Linked DNA regions of Ovis aries: regions 2 and 3 are each linked to region 1. The links are chromatin contacts, called in public Hi-C maps. All regions are on one chromosome and are shown on one strand. Each heading gives the region's core, a stretch centred on a gene start, on an enhancer-like site or on the middle of the called end of the contact. The rest is flanking DNA. Distances are from core to core; before and after follow the strand shown.

What was found. A called contact is a pair of places that touch in the nucleus more often than the background predicts.
Region 2: a Hi-C map of hypothalamus shows a contact between it and region 1, with 8 times the contacts expected there. The contact joins two enhancer-like sites. A contact is called at or near these places in 5 of 16 Hi-C or Micro-C datasets (blood, hypothalamus, skin fibroblasts and 1 more).
Region 3: a Hi-C map of muscle shows a contact between it and region 1, with 7 times the contacts expected there. The contact joins two enhancer-like sites. A contact is called at or near these places in 6 of 16 Hi-C or Micro-C datasets (blood, hypothalamus, muscle and 1 more).

Annotation. Positions count from the first base shown.
Region 1 is chr12:61,643,676-61,647,957 of ARS-UI_Ramb_v3.0, forward strand. No RefSeq gene overlaps it. Among named protein-coding and RNA genes, the nearest start is that of IER5, 46 kb to the left of the region's middle. Within about 2 kb of position 1,751, at least 14 of the 54 cell types and tissues checked have an H3K27ac peak or open chromatin away from gene starts, as enhancers often do.
Region 2 is chr12:61,407,628-61,411,909 of ARS-UI_Ramb_v3.0, forward strand. It overlaps XPR1 (xenotropic and polytropic retrovirus receptor 1), which reads left to right. Exons shown (of 15, transcript XM_015099345.3): 14 at 712-933; 15 at 3,857-4,282. The coding sequence ends at 3,917. Among named protein-coding and RNA genes, the nearest start is that of KIAA1614, 21 kb to the right of the region's middle. Within about 2 kb of position 2,499, at least 3 of the 54 cell types and tissues checked have an H3K27ac peak or open chromatin away from gene starts, as enhancers often do.
Region 3 is chr12:61,468,631-61,472,912 of ARS-UI_Ramb_v3.0, forward strand. It overlaps KIAA1614 (KIAA1614 ortholog), which reads left to right. Exons shown (of 9, transcript XM_060396673.1): 7 at 1-71; 8 at 3,452-3,579; 9 at 4,252-4,282. Among named protein-coding and RNA genes, the nearest start is that of KIAA1614, 40 kb to the left of the region's middle. Within about 2 kb of position 1,706, at least 6 of the 54 cell types and tissues checked have an H3K27ac peak or open chromatin away from gene starts, as enhancers often do.

The DNA.
Region 1 (4,282 bases), core at 501-3,000:
AAAATTGAGTTACTGCCTCATGGTTAGTTTTCTTTTTCATAAGATCAGCTTACAGAGCATCAGGTTTAATGACAAGATGAAATCAACTCTGATGTGGTGCGGACAGATTCTAGTTTGAATCCTCTTTAACGGGGAAGGGAAGGGTTCGACACAGGGAGGTGGGCAGGCAGATTCTAGCTTGAATCCTCTCAACGGGGCAGGGAAGGGCTCCAGACAGGGAGGTGGGGAGGTGCTTGTGACTGTGCTGGGGGAGGGGCAAGAGAAAGTCATCTTCTGAGGGCTACAGACAGACACCCCCTGGCCCCATTCCTGGCTAAGGGTGAGACTGCCCATATGGGTAACCACCCCCACCCCCAGCCTTTTGAGGAAGTAGTTACTTGGATAAGACGCCCATGACTGATGTGGCCCCGTCTGTGGCAGCCTTCAGCTGTGACTGGGCACAGAGTTCCTCTGAACCATCCCACTTCAGCCATTGCCCACCTGCCTCTCACTTAATCCCTCCTGATTCCTCTGTCACAGTTAGCCTCTACAAGGAGCTGTATGTGACTGACAAAGCTAAACATGCTCCCTCTCCCAGGGACACCTGCCCTTCAGCCCCAAACCAGCTGTGAATCTGCACGGGGGGCCCCTCTTCCATGGCAGGAGAATCCCAGTGGAAGTGGGCATGGATGGCACCACCTGGTGTGTCTTTTCGCCAAGCTGACCCGCTGACAGTGGTGAAGGAACAGGCCCAGCTGGGGGTGGTGTGGGGGAGTGCTCCCCCTCTGCCCGGTTGGAGGAAGTGAGTGGTCCAGCCTCAGGCCCCAAGCTGACTCAGTGGTTCCTGGAAGGAGGTGATGTCATGGTGACATAGCAGTTCCTCTCCCCAGAAAAGTCAGTAGGAGATCGAGTGGGTCCCATTGGCACCGAGGCCTGGGGCTCTCTTCAGAGTGACCACGTTCCTCCCCACTGGCTGGCCACTACATGCCACCTCGGTCGGTGAATCTCCAGATTCCCACAGCTTGGATCATCTGTCCCTACAGTGACTCCATATTCGGGGCAGTTTTGATTGATTCTAAGCCTTCTGCCTCTTTGTTTTTCCAGGTAAACACACTCACAAATGAGAGGAAATTGTTAGGTCTGAACATGCCTCCTGGGCTTTAGGAACGCAGCGTCGCCAGGCTGGATGGAAACCGGAACGTGGGATCCTGAGTAGCCTTCCCGTCTGCATCTATTTTCAACAACATTCCTAGCTCGGAAGAGTTGGAGCTGCGTCCCTTTATTTCTTTTGTCTTTTCCGTACTCCCCACCGGGGCTGAGGGAGTGGGAACCTAAAAATGCTTTGCGGGGGGTGGGGTAGGGGTGGCAGGCACCCCACCTTGTCCTTGTCAGGCGCTCCCTCCCTTTAGCTCATGGGGGTTGAGACATCTGCATCAGGGCCCCTGTGAGGACGGAAGCAGGCTCAGTCTGGCTTCTTCGAGGTCAGATCAGCGCTAAATTGCAAGGTAACGGCAGTCAGGCCTGGTGTGGGCTTGGGAAAAACCCGGCTGGATTTGTGAGGGCAGGGGATGCTTTCAGAAGACCCTTTCCCTGCCCCCTTGTTCACCGGAGACCCGATTCCCCAGGAGGCTGCATGTCAGACCCACGTGGAGTATCACGGGTCCTTTGTCAGCTGGAGTCTGAATTCCAAGGCCACCTCCGTGGTCCTTCCCAGACCTGTTCCGACGTTATTCGAGCGAGCCGGGCGAGACCTTACGCTGCCCGATGCTGCCCCCTGCAGGCTGTTGAGGGGCACAGCGCGCTCTACCGAATGGTGGCTTTTCATCACCTAAAGTTGTCAGAGCAGCTAATAGTCCATGAACAGGGAGAAAATTAGGCTTCTCCAAGTGAATTGGGTGTTGAAAGATACTGAGATAAATGGTGGCGGTGGTAAGGATGACGGATGCAGTCGTGTCTGTTGCAGCCATCTCCTTGAAACCCCAGCTCACAACCACCCCAGGGGAACAGCAAGTGTTTCAAGGCCCTGTCTAATGAATGTCAGAATCAGTCCTAGAGAGGTAAAACGCTGTGCCCAAGGTTATATATCCAGTAACTGCTGGAGCCAGGACCTGAACTCAGTGACCCCAGAGCTTTGTGGCATTGGTTGTCCATCACCCCGGCCCAAGAGAGCAGAATCCTGTCCAAGAGGAAGATCCCTTCTTCTATGGTGTGAACAGGGTTCTGTGGAATGAAGGTGAACTTTCCACAGCAGTCTCTTCACTACGAGAGCTTTAGTTGTAGCCTCCGCAATGTAATTTTAGGGATGCTGGCAAGACCTTCTTACCTGGAAATAGGTCCCCCACTTGCCCTTCCCATTGCTGGGAATCTCGCTATAGGAAAGCCATTCTCTTGATTAACATTGGCTAGGTGGTACTCTCTTGCTAACTGGAAATATGGTTCCTAAGGGAAAGTCACATGTTAACCCTTACATTGTAAATCTACATCTGTGGGGACTAGATTGCTTCATCCCTATGATGGAGAATTCAGGATGAGGGGAAAGTGGCAGATTGAGGGGTCTGATTGTATCCCTGGATGCCCAGAGATTCCCTACACTGAGGATATCCCAAATTAAATTCGTCTTCTCCCCAACCCTATTCTTTCTTGGACATCAATCTTCAGGTTCTCCTTCAATCCTCCACCTAATTGGTCCTGAAGTCCCACATGCCTTGTCTCTAAAGTGGTGCTTGAATCTTTCCCATGCACACCTCCAGGCTCTGGTCCTCTCAGGCCCCCATTAACTTGTCCCTGGCTTTTTCTTTTTTTTTCGGCCACATGGTATATGGGATCCTAGTTCCCCAACCAGGGCTCAAACCCTACCCCCTGCAGTGGAAACTCAGAGTCTTAAGCACTGGACTGCCTGTCCCTGACTTCTAACTCTGCCTACACTGTTCAACAAGACCCCAGGGCAGCAGTGGAAGAAGACTTCCTGTTGGTAGAATGTATACAGAGACATTACTTTGCTAACTAAGGTCCATCTAGTCAAGGCTATGGTTTTCCCAAAGGTCATGTATGGATGTGAGAGTTGGACTGTGAAGAAGGCTGAGAGCTGAAGAATTGATGCTTTTGAACTGTGATTTTGGAGAAGACTCTTGAGAGTCCCTTGGACTGCAAGGAGATCCAACCAGTCCATTCTGCAGGAGCTCAGCCCTGGGATTTCTTTGGAAGGAATGATGCTAAAGCTGAAACTCCAGTACTTTGGCCACCTCATGCGAAGAGCTGACTCATTGGAAAAGACTCTGATGCTGGGAGGGATTGGGGGCAGGAGGAGAAGGGGATGACCAAGGATGAGATGGCTGGATGGCATCACTGACTCGATGGACGTGAGTCTGAGTGAACTCTGGAAGCTGGTGATGGACAGGGGAGGCCTGGCGTGCTGCGATTCATGGGGTCACAGAGTCAGACACGACTGAGCGACTGAACTGAACTGAACTGAACTGAAACCTGATAATGCTGCGTTTCCTCTCAAGATCCTCCTCGTCGCTCAAGGAGTACGGACTCCTTAATCTTTTATTACAGGTCCCTCGGGACCCCTCTCTCTAGCCCCAGCTCCATCTCCTTCTGTATCTCCCTTCATCGCCCTTCTCCATCCCATTTCCCAGCCTGACTGGCAGACAGTTTTCCTTTGTTATCTCGAATGTTCCTTCACATCTTCATGCCTTTGCCCTTGTGCTGGTTTTGTCAGAAAAGCCCTTCCCTTTGGTGGTCAACTGACCACTCCTCAGTGAAGCCATTCCTGACTTCTATCTCCATCTCCTAAGGAGGAGGTAGAATTTTAAGTCTCAGTCTCCCTGACTAAGCCTGGATGCGTAAATGAATGAAGGATGAGTAAATGAAGTCAGCTGATGGGCGGGCTATCCATTCATTTCACAGGAAGTGCTGTTATTTTTTTTAAATGAATGCAAACCGAACCGTGGCTCCGCTTACAAATGTTGCACCACACATGTATGTGTGTACCGCGGTGGGATATGCCAACTCTGTTATGATAAATAATTTTAGGGGCCTTGAACTTACTCATACAAGCAGAATCATTTCAGAACATTGCCATGGAGACGAATGAGGATTCAAGCAGCAGGGTACCACTTAGGCACTGACAGATTTTACAGAAAATGGGCTTAGACACACCTTTCTTGTAAAAAGAAAAAAAAAAAAAAAAGCCCCTAGCTAATAGGAAGAGTGCTTCAAGGCAGACTAAAGCCTTGCACTCTTGATGAACAAAAATTCCCCGAAGAAAGGGAAACAGGAAGAAGCAGGTCAGGAAGAAGAT
Region 2 (4,282 bases), core at 1,249-3,748, 240 kb before region 1:
TTTTAAGGCTGTCTGTGGATCAGGCCCTTTTCTGCCTCTCCGTCTTCATTTCCTGCCATTTTAACCTTCCTGTTCCATTCCAGCCCTACTGACATTGCTGCTGCTTTAACACACCGAAGTCCTCTCCAGCGTGGGACCTTTTGTGCTTGCTGTTTCCTCCACCCCTTTTGTATCTGCTGTTTCCTCTGCCTCAGACCCTTTTCTTTAGAATTTTACCTGACTTGCTTCCTTACTTCGCTCAGATTTCTGCTAGGTGTCATCACTTCAAAGAAGCATGTTCTTGCTCTACTTTCTTCAGAGCACATACTGTTAACTAATTGTTTATTTGCTTAATATTTGTCTCTTTTATTAGAAACTACACTTAGACAGGCATAGGCTTTGTCTCTGTCATACTGTGGCTTTTCCTGTCATACTGTAGGTATTCAATAAATATCTGTTCAATAAAGTGAAAGAATGAGTGCTCTGAACCTGTGTTCCATGAGTCCCTTTGCTTTGCCTATTCCATTTTTGTCCCATTCCCCCCAACACACACACCACCTTTTTCTATTTTAATATTCTAGTCCTTAATTCCTTTGTGTGTGTGTGTGTGTGTGTGTGTGTGTGTGTATTTCCATGAGTGGAAAGTTGATGTATTTGGAGGTCTACAGGTGATAGTAGTAGTATATTCAAATTTTATAAGTAATTCCCTTACTCCTACCCCATTTTGCTAAGGCGATTTGTGTGGAACTTCTTCCGCCTGGAGAATGAACATCTGAATAACTGTGGTGAATTCCGTGCTGTGCGGGACATCTCTGTGGCCCCTCTGAATGCCGATGATCAGACGCTCCTAGAGCAGATGATGGACCAGGAGGATGGGGTACGGAACCGCCAGAAGAATCGGCCGTGGAAGTACAGCCAGAGCGTATCCCTGCGCCGGCCTCGCCTCGCTTCTCAGTACGTATGGCTGCCACTTCTGTGAGATGAATTCCCTTCAGGTTTTAGTACTGGGTAACATTTAAGTTTGGAGAAGGAAATAGTATTCTTGCCTTGAGAAATCCGACGGACAGAGAAGCCTGGCAAGCTATACAGTCCATGGGGTTGCAGAAGAGTCTGGACATGACTTAGCGACTAAACAACAACATTTAAGTTGCAAAGCAGTCATGTTGAACGTGATGAAATTGCTGGTGTTCAAACATTTTTCACAACCTATGTATAGAATGTCTTAATGGACACATAGTGTACAATATAATTAGTATGTTAATGCATTAATTAATTCCTACTGATTTGGCATTAAAAGTACACTGGGGAAAACTTATTGGAGAATATTTTATTTGACTCTTGAGTATATCTTCTATAAAAATCATTTTCAAGTTAGAAATTTTAAGAGCCCTGGTTCTGCCACTTGACATCTGTGTTATCTTGGCCAAATCACTTAATTTCTCTATATTATTGCTCATCTGGAAATTGGGATTAGTATGGTCCCTGCTCAGAAGGTGGCTAGGTAGATTGTTTGTTATGACTTGGAATTTACACCAGTTTCCTCACAGAAAGAGCTCAATAAGTATAAGCTACTATTATTTTTACTTTCTTAGTGAATACCTACAGCAATATTTTTATCCGTCATTGACTTTGTATATTCCTAAAAGTTGTTTGGAGGATAGCTGTACCCTCTAAGTGCAGGGTATATGTGGCCACATTTGAAATTTAGAGACAGTCGATATCACAAAGGATTGGAATAAAAGAAGGGACAGGGCAGTTTTCTGAAGGATAAGGGAGTGTTTGGATAGGCTAGAGGCACAGTAAAGACATAAAGGTGGAAATGAGGGATGGAAAGAAAAGCCATGTGACTAGAGCTTGTAACAAATAGTAACAACATTTAGCTGAATGAAGTGCGAGTGTAAAAGGCTGAAATTCAACTTTATCTTGTAGGCAGGAAGAAGTCACAGAGAATTTTTTCATAGAGTGTTATGAAAGTAATATATTCATAAGTTTTAATGGCACTGTGCAACATACATTGGGAAAGGGAAAACTGAAGGCCGGATCAACTAAAAGACCGTTGCAGTGTTCTTCAGTATGGAACATTAAAGACTTGGATTAGGGCACTTACAGGAGGACAAAAAGGAAAACAAGGAAGCATTTTAAAGGAAGTTTAAAAAAAAATTAGAGATGGTAATAACCCACAGGGAGCAGAAGAGAAATTGCCTGAGCTTCAGATAGAATTTGTAAGTTCTCCGAAGAAGAGAAGGTAGGGAAAAGCAGAGCAAGGAACTGTCTTGGGGAACAAGCACAAGCAAGAGAAAAAAAAAGAACAAAAGGGATAGGAAAAGAATGGTTAGGGAGGTCAGTAGGAAGAACGTCAAACCAAAGCATGATACCATTACATAGAGCAGGAAGCAGAGTTTGAGGAAGCAAAGGGGGGATGTGAAGGCTGGTAGAGTTAGCAAGGTAAGGTCCACAAAGGACTGGAAGACAGTGCAATAGATGGTCATCCCACTGAGCTCTTAAATTTGAAAGTTGAATCCTTGCTAGTCACCAGCAGAGGGCAGTGCAGACATACACTCTTTCTGCCTCAAAAACAAGGAAGCAGTAGATGTTTACGTTCAGTTTCAGATGTTCAGTGGAAAAACACCAGCATATTAGATTGCCTCCAGAGGAAGACATTTAGAACGCTGGAGCAGGTTTTGTGCAAAGGAAGAGAGCAGCGAATCTAAAATAAGATCGGAGACTGAATGCTAACTTTGAGACTCTTGCAACCGTTTAACACATCCTTAACATTTTTAATGTCTATTTCTACCTCTGTCGAGTAATAATGATGCCTACTTTACCTCATGGAGCTCATGAGTTGCAGAATATTTTGACTTTATCTAATACTCCATTTTTCATCCTGTGCAAGAATCTCTTTTATGGAATCCTGAATAGTTGATTATCTTATTTTGATTGACAGTCATCAGTGATAGTGAAGTTTATAACTATACAAGGCACCTGATTTTATTGTTGGCTAGTTACTGTGGCAGATAGCTTATGCTGAAACATGCTTCAGTATAACTTCAACCAGTTGATCCTGGGTGGGCTTTATAACATGACTTAGTATTCTGTCTTATGTGTGCTGTGCGAACTCACTCAGTCGTGTCCGACTCTTTGTGACCCCATAGACTGTAGCCCACCACGCTCCTCTGTCCATGGAGATTCTCCAATACTGGAGTGAGTTGCCATGCCCTCTTCCAGGGGATCTTCCCAAACCAGGGATTGAACCCAGGTCTCCCGCAATGCAGGCGGAATCTTTACCGTCTGGGCCACCAGGGAAGCCCCTCTTCTGTGTGTACTTCATCAGCTGTTTGAAGACAGCTGTCGTGTGTCTCCTTTAGTCTAAATCTGCTGGCCAGCTCTCCTTGTTTTTCATGTGTTCCTCAAGTGATTTTCCTGTCATCCTCATCTTAATTCTTCGTATTTGTTTAATGCTTTACTGATGCTTTTTATATCCATTCTCTCACTTGATATTCATACTGTCTCCATGAAGTAAAAGCAGTATTATGTAAAAAGGAATCATTATTCCTGCTTTACAGAGATGAAAATTGGCATCTCTGAGAGGTTAAAAAAATACATCATAAAACCAAACCCCTCCATTGCACATTACACATGACCTACCATTGTTGTTTCCTTCCTCTGGTTACAACCTAGTTTCTTAGTGTTTTTCCAGTAATATCTGAAATTGAATACAAAGCTCTAGGAGCAGTCTATCTGGTATAGTATATAGTGTCCATGACTGGTTATGATGTATTTTTAATGGTAGTAAGATTGAAAATATACCTAATACTTTGGATGTGTTTGTATTTTAGTAATGGACTAAGAATTTTTTTTTTCCTTTCATTACCACTAGATCCAAGGCTCGTGACACTAAGGTATTGATAGAAGACACAGATGATGAAGCTAACACTTGAATCCTCTGAAGTCTAGATTAACATCCTTGGTTTTCCTACTCTACAATTCTTTCCTCGACCAACGCAACCTCTAGTACCTTTCCAGCCGAAAACAGGAGAAGACATATAACACATTTTCCGAGCTCTTCCAGATCGGATCCTATGGACTCCAAACAAGCTCACTGTGTTTCTTTTCTTTTCTTCTCGTTTAATTTTCATTTTCTATTTTTAAAACAAATATTTACTTCATTTTGCCAATCAGAGGACATTTTAAGGAACAAAAACACAGTATCTTCTGGATTGTTTACAATCACAAGGACACAGATACCTGCCAGGATGAAGACCAGGCATTGCAAGGACCCTCTGATGGGACGGTACCGAGACAC
Region 3 (4,282 bases), core at 456-2,955, 180 kb before region 1:
CGCCCAGCCCGGCTTCACACACCGGCACCCCCAAAGTGAAGAGAGCCCCGTCCTTACAATCCCTGCATCTGGTGAGAGTCCCAAGGGCCCAGCTGAGGGGTGTGTGAAGGCAGTGGGGTGGTAGCCACCACTGAGATGAAAGGTAAAGGAGGAGAGAAGTGCCAGGGGTGCTCCTGAGGAGCCCAGGGTGGGGAAAGGGATGCTCCTGGCATCCCCACAGTCCATCCGCAAGATGTGGACTCCCTGGACACGGTGCAATGAGAGAGTTCTGTCCTTCCACCCCACTACCCCAGCCTGGGCTCAGCCTAGACCCCTCCCCCTCCCTCACGCCGCCACCTCTGCCAAGGCCTGGCATCGGCTGCTTGATTATTCTGGAAGCTTCCCTGTGGCCACAGCCACTCTGTTAGTCTAGCACTGCCTCCTCACTGGCATCCCTGCGCTGCCTCTCCCCATGTGGCTTCCAGGAACGTCCTTCCTGCATACAAATCTGGTCTTGCCGCCCCTTCCCCCCCCCCCCACCTTGTGGAACATCCACCATTGGTCCCTTATTATCCCCAGGGAAACACGTTGAGGCCACTCAGCATTGCCAAAGGATTTCTATAATCTGACCGCTTCTGTAATCTGACTGATCATTCCCCTAATACTCAACCCCAGTTATCCTTGACCTTGCAGTTCTGAAATCAGGCCACAGAGTTTGAACCTTCACCTGAAATATTCTTCCCATCTTCTCCACCTGCTAATGCTGTTCATCCATCAATACTTAAGGCACGGCTTCCTTCAGGAAACCGTTTCTAATTCTTCCTTGGGCTGAGCTGGGCACCTCTGCTCCGGCTTCCGTTCTCATCCTGCGCTTTCCTCCTTCATGGAACTTGTCATGTAGTATTTTGGTTTTTGTCTGTCTCCCCTCAGTGGAATGTGATTCGCTGAGGGAACACTACTTGATCTTTTGATTGCAAATATTTAGTATGATAATTAGCATAGTAGACATACGCAGTACACAGTGAATGAATGAGTGAATGAACACAGGGCAGCCTGCTAAAGTTCCCTTCTCATGTGCTAGAGGATACCAGCAGCAAACCAGGAGCAGCACCTAACTCTCAGCTAGGTCTCTGAAAGTGCTATTCTAGTCCAGGTTTTCCAGGTATCAAGTCTGTTCTCTTCCCCGCCCTTTCCCCTGGGCAGAACAAAGCAGGTAATTGCGGTTTAGGGCATTGGAGCCTTTCATTTTTCAGTCTGAAGTAGGGAAGAGAATGCAGGCTGAATGAACATTCCATTGGTCGTCTTGCATCACGTATAGTATAAATATTTGCTGGTTGGATGAAGTTGGAAGGCAAAGAAACAAAAGCAAAATGATCTCAAGCTGGGGACAAAAGCCTAGTGTAACATGGAGCTCCAGGAATTCTCTGCTTTTCTCCTGAAGTTAGATTTGTCCCTGGTGTGTCTGAGCCATGGTGCTCAGATGTATGGCCATCAGAGGTTCAGTCTGTGTACCCAAGGGAGATGATAGCCCATTACCTGCCATGTAATCTGAGTGGGCCAAGTTAGGAAGTAAGCTGGCTGAGAAAGGGTGGGAGCAAGTGCCGGGAGGACTGAGCAGCAGGAAGAATTGTTCAAGAACTAAAAAAAGAACATACAATAGGGCTCCACCTCACCGCGGTATATTCATGACCTATCTCAGGGCACACCCCTTCCTGTTGCACTGCCAAGTGTGCGTGGTGAGAGTGCAGACGGGCTTGGTTTCCACTCTGCCCTTCTAAGTAGGCAGTGAGCATCCTCACCACATGGGCGGCTCCCACGTCCTCTAGTGTCTGTGGCTGGTTCGTTCCTCCCTTTTCCCCTCCTCCCTGCCTTTCCGCTCTTGAGTTGAACATGACTTCTTCCAGGAAGCCCTTGAGAACTTCAAGGCAAGCTCAGGGCCCCCTCTTGAGCTTCTAGATGATACAACTTCCTGAGAGCACGGATTCCCAATGTGATAAATGATGTGTGCAGTATTTGTTTAGAAGTCTGCCTCTGCCTGCCTCCCACCCGCTCCCTCGGAATAGCCTCCTCACTGGGTCAGTTTCTAGAACACAGATCGGACCTTGTAATTGTTCTGATTACTATCACTCAGTGGCTCCTCTGCAGGTCAGATGAGGTCTCTCTGGGTCTGGCCCTTGGCTCCAGCCCCACCGCCCATCACCTCTGCAGCCCAGTCCCCCAGACCACAAGTATGTTCCAGAACATTCATGCCTTCTCCCATCTCTGTCTGTCTGCCTCTACTGTTTCTTATGCCTGGAACTGCCCCCTGCTGTCTTCATCTGGAGAGCTCTTGCTTCAAGTGCTGCACAGGCAGCGGCTCCTCCAGGGCCCCGAGGCTTCCCTGCACAGCGTCATCCACGCTTCTAGCCTCACACTTACAATATACACTTAGGGCTTCTGACCTGTCCATGCTCACCCCACCCCCACCGTGGTGTGAACTCCTTCAGGGATGTCAGTCTTATCCATCATGCAGTGTTTTTAGGTGCATGCTTGATAAAATTTTTAATGTCGGTGATCATAATAGGGATACGAAAGAATCACAAACTAAGATTTCAACTCTAAAATTGTGTTCCTTATTCTGTAATTATTTGATTTTACCTTTTTAAAAAATGTATGACTGTGCCGGGTCCTCACTGCCTCACGTGGGCTTTCTCTGGTTGTGGTGAGTGGGGTTACTCTCTAGGTGCACCGCGCAGGCCTCTCACTGCAGGGGCTTCAGTGTTTGAGTGCAGGCTCTAGGTATGCAGGCTTCAGTAGCTTGGTGCACAGGTTTATTTGTCCTATGATGTGCGGAATCATCCCGGACCAGATGTTGAACCCGTCTCCTGTGTTGGCAAGTGGATTCTTAACCACTGGACCACCAAGGAAGTCCTACCTTTTTTTCTGGCTCAAGGAGAAAGTTAGATTTTCTTAATCAGTGAGATAATTAGCACTATCATATTCAGTTGTTATTTCAGCCAACACATTTTTTTCATTATCTGAAGCGTCAGAGTGCCTGTATAGGCCCATCTCTTGAAGTAAGTTATGGTTATTTTGTTAAGCACTTTCTTAGCAGGCCCTCAGGTTCATGGTTGGAGTTCCCTCTCTGTCAACCCCTTGGTGGTGGACACTAAGTTGTGTCCGATTCTTACAACTGCATGGACTGTGGCCTGCATGGTCCTCTGTCCACGGGGTTCTCCAGGCAAGAATACTGGAGTAGGTTGCCATTTCCTTCTCCAGGGGATCTTCCCGACACCAGGAATCAAACCCAGTCTCCTGTATTGCAGGCAGCTTCTTAATGAGGGAATCCCTGTCAACTCCTTGCTGCTGCTACTGCTGCTAAGTCGCTTCAGTCGTGTCTGACTCTGTGCGACCCCATAGATGGCAGCCCACCAGGCTCCCCCATCCCATCAGATGGCTTTTCTTACCTGCAATATTGGGTCTTGCCCACCAGGTGTCACCCTCTCGCCAACATCGGAAAGCCACCTCCTTTCAGAACCTCCATTCTCTGCTGAGTGGCAAGGCGGACCGGTCCAACCTCTACCTGGTGGGGGAGCCAGGGGATCACAGTGCAGCTGACAGGTGAGAGTGGGCAAGTGTTTTGGAGGGGAGACCCAGAGCATGGGCGGTGGAGCTATACACCTGACTCCTTCCTGCCTTAGCAGCATGGCCCCGGGAGGGTCCCTTTAAAAGAGAAACCGGGGCCAGCTACCTGTGCCTCAGGTACCTCAGGGGTCTTAGAAGGGCACACCTCAGTGCCCTTGCCCTGAGCAACTGGACAGGGGTTGGGGCTTCTGTAGAGCTGGAAGGTTTGATTCCTCCATCCCTTTACTATCTAATGACATCCTGAAATCTGAATGTTCAGAAAGCTTCCTTGGTCCAGCTGAAGATTTGATTAAAGACCCAGAGACAGGGTCCCCAAAGAGGTCCTTGCCCCTTGACCAGGCCTGCCTAGAGAAACTGCCCTCTCTGATGAGACCCGCTAGGCTAGCTGCTCTTACCAGGGGCTCCACGGAGGGACTTCAGGGGGTCCATTAATTCCTGCAATTTTTTGTGTAAAATTAAAAACTTCGTCACATTCTCAGAGAGATCTCTCCAATTAAAATGATTAAAAACCACTGGGGGAGGGGGCTCTGTGGAACCTCACACAGCTGTGGGCACCCCTGAGGCCTGGCCCTGGCTGGAGGCCTCCTCTAGGCCTGGAGGCCCCAGTGCCCGCCCCCTTCGCCCTCCCTCGCCTCTCGCCCCTTACAGGCCGGGCAAGGCGCCAGCCCGGCGCGCCCTC